Regions from separate parts of the Mus musculus genome. Here region 1 is linked to region 2. The links are chromatin contacts, called in public HiChIP or PLAC-seq maps. All regions are on one chromosome and are shown on one strand. Each heading gives the region's core, a stretch centred on a gene start, on an enhancer-like site or on the middle of the called end of the contact. The rest is flanking DNA. Distances are from core to core; before and after follow the strand shown.

The links. HiChIP or PLAC-seq counts read pairs in DNA pulled down with a chosen protein or histone mark.
Region 1: a contact with region 2 is called in an H3K27ac HiChIP or PLAC-seq map of heart atrium, with 9 times the contacts expected there. The contact joins two enhancer-like sites. A contact is called at or near these places in 6 of 115 datasets of contacts at active chromatin or transcription factors (the NIH/3T3 cell line, cardiomyocytes, embryonic stem cells and 3 more) and 1 of 9 other capture datasets (embryonic stem cells).

The regions. Positions count from the first base shown.
Region 1 is chr11:68,339,303-68,342,998 of GRCm38.p6, forward strand. The region is part of intron 2 of Ntn1 (netrin 1); the gene reads right to left. Among named protein-coding and RNA genes, the nearest start is that of Ntn1, 46 kb to the right of the region's middle. Within about 2 kb of position 1,994, at least 45 of the 459 cell types and tissues checked have an H3K27ac peak or open chromatin away from gene starts, as enhancers often do. A contact at or near this core is called in heart atrium, where this site is marked.
Region 2 is chr11:68,017,698-68,021,160 of GRCm38.p6, forward strand. It overlaps Stx8 (syntaxin 8), which reads left to right. Exons shown (of 8, transcript NM_018768.3): 6 at 3,209-3,301. Among named protein-coding and RNA genes, the nearest start is that of Stx8, 53 kb to the left of the region's middle. Within about 2 kb of position 1,649, at least 23 of the 459 cell types and tissues checked have an H3K27ac peak or open chromatin away from gene starts, as enhancers often do. A contact at or near this core is called in heart atrium, where this site is marked.

The sequences.
Region 1 (3,696 bases), core at 744-3,243, 320 kb after region 2:
AACCACAGGGCAATGTGTGGTTCTGCAGATGCATGGGGTGGGTACACGGGCAACTAGGCCCGACGTCAGCGAGGTGGGGCTAACTCACTACCAAGCCCAATCGTCACTATCCACACCTAGACAATTCTACAGGAAAGATCTCTGCCTTGTTGGGAAGGCAGAATAAGGACTGCTCACGGATGCCAACAGCATCACTGCTGCCAAAAGCCCTTCTGAGACTTGTGTTTGGGAGCTGGCCTCAGGAACTTCTGAATGTTCCAGATGGTGGTTGCTCTTGGGCCCTGGACCTGAACAGGACTCTAACATCCAGCTTCAACCCTTGGGTGTCAAATCTGGTGAGCAGACTTCAGGATCGGGCTTGGGTGATTGTTGTTTTTGGATAAAAATGAACTGTGGCTATAAAGTAACAAGACCAGCTTTCCCCAGGGAGCTGATAAAACAGCTCTCCAGGCCAGTGGAAGAAGTGTTTCGGCTCCCAAGGTGGCTACTCACGTATGTTCATTTGGACCTATCCTTCCGGGTCTGTTTTGTGAAAAACAACGAAGTGGGCTCCATCCCTTCACAGTCACACCTCTGAAGGCAACAACTACAGGAACTTGGGAGTTGTTTGAGTTTCCACTGATGCGCACACTCACTCACAGGCTCCAAGGCTCTGCCTTCGCAAAGAATGACACACAGTTTCGAGAAGGCTGGCCAGGTGAGGAGTTCAGCCCAAGGCCAAGCGCAGAAAGATGCTCGGTGACCCTTGGTGAGAATGAGTCACGGCGCTGAGCTCCAACCGGAGCTGGCCACATCCCATCCCTAAACCCTCAGAAATATGCACTCGCTGAACTTTTCATAGCAAGCCACCCCGCCGATGTCAAGTCTCCTTGCAGTGACCACTAGCTTTCTAACTCAAGTGACCAACCCCACAGCTTTCTCGGGTGGACCTTCACCCCACTGCCTGTGTCGGGAGCACTGGCTTGTGCTAGTGGGAGCACTGGCTTGTGCTAGCAGCAATTTTTACTTGCTACTTCATCTTGACTCACAGATCCATCCAGTCCGAGCCTCCTGAGATGCGCACTAGCCCCACAAGAGCTCAGGGTGCTGCGGGTCAACAGTAATAGAATAAAATATCTTTTTGGTCTTGTCTTGAAATCACTCTTTATGTTCCCTTTGAAATACTAGCCCAGAAAGGGGGCGGGAAAGACTCAAAGAGATGTCAGACCCAGTGTACTCATTGTGAGAACCTCCACAGGATGCCCACATGTCAAAGACAAAGCCACACCCACAGCCAGCGCTTTCCAAACCAGTCATTGCCCAAGCCAGGCCACTGTTTCCTGTCTCCAAGAGGTAAAACCTGGATTAATGGGTATAAGTCCCAGAGTCTCTCCAAGAAGGACAGTCAGAAGGACTTTGAGAGAACTCATACCCAGAAGGCATGGAATGGAAGCTGGGTATTCTTTGAGGGGCTAAGTACACAGGAGACTAATATACTTTGTGAGACATCTGATGTTGGATGACCTACAGGGTTCTCTTAACCTGTAACATATCATAAATCCAGGACATCTGATGATAAAGGGAACATGCCTGCCCCAGCCTACCTCTGCAAGCAGTGCTTTGCCTATAAGGGCTAAGGTTCAATCGCAGGCTTTTCTGGTAGGAGAGCTGTCCTTAGATACATTCTGTGGCCCTATGAATTCCCAGGGCAGCTGCTGATAAAGAACTCTCTAGGGTATTTATTTAGAGTTGCTTTCCTTCCCCCCCCCCCCACTCCCCTCCACACACACCCCCGTGACTCATCCTTCAGGTTCATCTCCCTGAGTCTTTTCCTTCCCGCTGTCACTTCCAACTCTGCTTCTCACCTCCCACCCCCCAAGACCCTGCACTCAGGAGACAGGTGCCTAGGGCACAGGTGGGCAACCCAAGGCCTCAGAGCCACTGCTGGCAAACACGGCCCCCATGTGTGGCTGCCCTGGTTCTGTTGGCCTCCGCTAAGCAGAGCTCCAGGCAGCTGCCAGCCTGCTTTCAATATCCGCTCGCCCCTCACTGGCCTACCAGCCAGCCAGTCCCCTCCCCAAGCCCTTTCTCTTTGAAGAAAAGTGATTTAATTTCATGAGACTTTAGGGTAATCATGTTATGATCTTCAACATTAACCAGAACCAACTCCCTGCTACAGGAGGGTGGGGAAGGAAAAGGGAAGGAAAAAAGTAAGCATTTGGGGTTGCCAGAAAAGACAGGCGAAAGAAACTCACAGCAGCTGCCTTGCTGGTTCCTCTGATGAGGATGGGCCTCTGCCAGAGAGGGGGGCCCCTGTGCCAAGGTTTCTGGGAACAAGGAAGTTGGGTTTGGCAAGACTTCTATTCTACAGGTTAATCTGCTCTGTTCTGAGGGAAATACTGGTTTTCATTCTTCAGCCTACGTTCTATGCCCTCTTCCACACCATTGCGCCCCCCAGTCACCTCCCATCAGCTGCGCATATATACACACAGCCACCAGGGGACCTGCCCATACTCCTTCCTCATAGCTCAGGGGTCTCCGTGCCTCCTCTCCAGGGCCAGGAGTAAGAGTGGCTGTGCAGACCAGGTCAAGGGGCCTCTTTGATTATAGCTCAGTTCCTGCAGCCCCGCCCATCTCTCCAAGCTTTTTAGACAATAAGATGAAACTTGGTAAGAAGACTAGGTTAGGCGAAGGCAAGAATACGGGAGGGGGGTGTTTGGGAAGACTTTAAAAGGAAGAAAGGAAAAGGGGAAAGAAAGAAAGACAAGTAATTCAGGACCCTAAGCCCAGAATAGTGCATCTAAGGGTTAGCTGGAGCCTGGGAGGAATTCTCACGAACAATGCGCCTCCTTGGCAGACAGTTCAAGGGTGTGGTGTACACTTGAAAAAACAGCAAATAACCCAGGCCCCACGGCCACCAGGGCGGGTGCTGGCATGAAGCTAGAAAGCTGGGGTGAGGGACCATGTGGGGACCCCAAGAAAATGATGGCTTCCAGGGGAAAGTGCTCCCCATGAAGTCCTGGCCTCAGATGCATCTTGTCAGCCCTGGGCTACAAGAAGGTCAAAGCCCTTTGCTAGCCCAGACTCCTCCCCACGCTCTCAGGCCTGCCTGTTTCCTTAGACTTCCTCAAGTCTTGCAGCTTCTCCTGCCCCTGCAGGGATCTAGAACATGTGGGTACTGTGGTGCTACAGAAGGCCACTTCTCGTGCCCTCTTCCTTTGGTCAAACCCCAGTGCCCACTCAGCATCCACTTCACGTGGGACTTAGAGGAGTGTCTCAGGCATCCCGGAGAGATTGGGCCCTGAACGTGACTTCAATCCATTTCTAAAGCGCAGGGAAACACCACGTGGCATTGGCAAGTGTGTGGTATTATTTCCCTCTTACTCCCAGGCTCCATTCAAGGCTTCAGCAGAAAAGCTTATGGGTAGTTTCTGCACCGCTCTGGGCAGGCAGGTGGGCACAGTAGCCACCTGAAGCTATACAACTGACCCAAGGCTGGCATGAGTCAGTCTGAGACTTAGAAACTGTAATTCCTTTTAATACACTGGTTTTTTTTTCTCTCTGCAAACACGTCTTGTGGGATTCCTTTAAAGTCATATTTTTAAAAATTTAATTTAGGATAAAGGTCAAACAGTGCCGAATGAAGGGATTACAGAGTTTAATTACCAAGAATGTGAAGAAATATCATTAGATTAGGAAAGTGATCAAAACAGGCTT
Region 2 (3,463 bases), core at 399-2,898:
CCTGAATGTCTAAAATAGGAAGTATCTCCACACCTAATGGCTCCACGGGGACCCTCAGAAATGATCGTCTTAGTGCTCCCACAATAAATTAGCACACATATAGTGCATTACTCACATCGCTACAGTTTGAAGGGCAGAAGTTCAGTTTGGGTCTCCAGGGGCTCAGATCAAGGTGTCAGCTGGCTGCTTTCCTTTCTGGAGGTCCAAGGGCAGAATCTGTCCCATTGCCTTGTGCGGCTTCTAGAAGATCCCCATTTCCTTGACTCATAGCTCCGTCTTCAACGCCAGCAACTGCATCTCTTTAACCCTCTGTCATGGCTCCCTCTGACAGGCTGGGCAACCTCTGTTTCTCAGAGCTAATAGAATTGTATTGGGTCCACCTAGATTCCGCAGCCTCATCTCCTATCATACGCCTTCATCTTCACCACATCTGCAAGGTTGCCTTCTCCATGGAAAGTAGCATAGCTGCAGGTTCCAAGGATTAAAACCTGGACAGCTTGGATGTGTTGGTGTGTGTGTGTGTGTGTGTATGTGTCTGAGTGTATATGTATGCACATGCATGTGCATGTACATGCTTTCCTTTTTCCACGGTGATCCAGTCTTAAAATCTACACCGCTGTAAAGTTGAAGAACGACTCAGGGTCTGGTATGTTGCAAGCATCCCATTGTGACACAGCACCACGGCCTTCAGCCTTGGCCCGTGTGACAGAATGCGGTGGATTATGGAGAATGAGCTGTTACAATGTCCCACCTCTGCTGTTTGTAAGTCGATCGTCTGCAGTGAGTCCTGGCTTATTTTTGTTGGAAGCAGCCTTTTATTTTGATTATTACTAAATGGTGAAACCATTGCCTCTTAGAAATGTCTGTTTATAGCTCAGAGGAGCTTGGGTGATTGACATGATCATTTTGAGCTGCCCAGCAGCTTTGGCGTCTGGACTGTGGGATGACAGTTGATTATCCCAGAGTTACACAGTGAGGAGGTGCTCTAGTTGATGGCAATCACAGGACTAGGGGAGTTTCTCCTCTCCTTCCTGATATGCACTAGGGAGAACTTTAGGAGACGACGAACTTGGGAGAAAAGGTGAGCGTAGCTATTTTTTACTAACAATTTGTATTCCGACTGAATGAAAAACAGTGTCAGCACTTCAGTGTCTTTTCCTAGCTGACAGCCTTAGAGGCAGTTGCTTTCCGCTTTCATCCATTTTCCCATCATTTCACAGGGCACTGACCCTCAGTCCACCTATGGATTACTCCTTGGGTGCCTTTGGACTTTTGCTGTAGCATAGACGTCCCTCTGCAGTGCGAGTTTGATGATAGATTTATCTTGGAGGCCATCCAGGAGGCTGCTACTAAGGACCAAGAGGACCTCATTATAAAGTGATTTTGCTGTAAAATTGTGCCTTAGAGTGCTCCCTGGACACAGCAGGCTGTTTATAGCCTTTAAAAAGTACGCTGTGTCAAAAAGTGTCACCAAGAGGTCCTTGCCTCACACCTTAAGTTTAAATAAATTCCAGGCGAATCAAAGAGCTAAGTATAGTGATTTAATTCTGTAAAAAAGAGTGATACAAAACTGTAAGTAGATGCTGGCGAGCTCCGAGCGAGACTCTGTGCTTCTGCTTCCCTAGATAAGCCATTGCGTGACGCAGTCATTTCACAAATGCAAACGTGGAGCTGCATTTTAGTTCCTGTCAGTGACGCTGCTTCTTAGTGTGCCAGGGTAAACCCTCATGATAAAGCACCTCACTGGTGCTCGCTTTTCAGGCACCGAGGGAGGGGGGTGTAGGGAGGAGCCCCTGATCTGGGGTCCACTGAGCTTCAGAGGAACAGGTCTCGGATTAAGCTTTGAATACTGAAGGAGGCTGTAAGAGGAAGAGTAGGAGCTGGGTGTGTGGTGCAGTGGGAGAGCCTGTGCTTTGCATGAACCAACCTGGCTTCCTTTTTCAGGACCTGGACTCCAAAACAGAAACAGGCATCGCCTTCTTCCTGAGGGAGAGACACACACAAGGGAGAAGGCTGGGGCCAGGAAGTGTCTTAGTTACATTTTCTGTAGCTGTGATAAAAGCAACTTACCATGGCAAAAGCAACTGAAGAGAGAAGGGGTTTGCTCCACTTCACAGTTGGAGGGAAACTCCTGTGGCGCCTGAAGCACCTGGCTTCACCGTACTCACGGTGCTCACGGTGCTCACGGTGCTCACAGTGCTCACAGTGCTCACGGCCTCACCGTGCTCACCGCCTCACGGTGCTCACCATGCTCAGAGCCTCACGGCGCTCATGGCCTCATATTGCTCAGGGCCTCACGGTGCTCATGCCTCGTGGTGCTCATGCCTCATGGCCAAGGATCGTCCCTTCTTACACAGTCTGCGACCCAGGCCCACGTTAAGGGTGAGAGCCTCCAACTTTGCGTAAACTAAGCAAGGTAATCTTGTCTAGGCCTGACAGAGGCTTGTCTTCTAGATGATTCTAGAAGAATCTATGAGGTTGATAATCAGTTTTAAGCATTACACCTTATGCAGAGGAAAAAGAGCCAAGGGCTCCAGAAAAAGTTTCAGAGTAGTCAAAAGATACACCGAGAGGCAGTAAGTTGATTTCCAGCACAAGGGACATGTATTAGGGAAGAGTCTTGTAGAAGCATTATTGCTTAGCTGCATATGTTCTTATATATGTTTCCTAGACCTAGTAAGAGTGGGTAGATTGAAGTCTCAAAGATTTCTGTCAAGGCCTTGAGCTTATTTCCCATATACCACATAGTGCTCAGGAGCTTCAGGCCCCTCCCACTTCAGGTAGCCTTGTGCCAGAGAGAACCAACTTTATAAGATATCCTCTGACTCCAACACGTGTGTGCCTGTGTGCATGCGTGCCCAGTTACTATTGATTTATACATGTTCTGTTTGTATTATATACTAGAGGGTTAACTGTCACTGTAGCCAAATTTAATAAAATTTCTGTTTCATATTTGAGCAATGAATTTATCAGGAAATCATTTCAGTCTGTGGTGTTAAGTATTTAAATTGTTGTTCTAGTAACGCCACCAGTGCCACTCTTGTTATATGTTGGATAGTGTCAGTTGCCTGGAGAGATCTCCCTCTGCATGTGTGTATGTATATGTGTGTGTGTGTGTGTGTGTGTGTGTGTGTGTGTATACATATTTATATTAACTTGAAAGTGTTTTCCTTTGATTTTTAGTCAGTTGTTTTTCCTTTTCTTTCAGAACAGGACGCGGGTCTTGATGCCCTTTCCTCTATCATAAGTCGCCAAAAACAAATGGGCCAGGAAATTGGGAACGAACTGGATGAACAGAATGGTAAGACTGAGTGTGAGCTCCATCACATGTTCACTCCATCAGTTTCCATTATGCGGCACGGAGGGTCTGCAGTCAGTAGGCTACAGTGGTTTATTGCGCCTGTGGTGGTTTGTGGACAGTTTACATTGCAGTTTTCTTTTCTTTTTTTTTTTAATTTTTTAT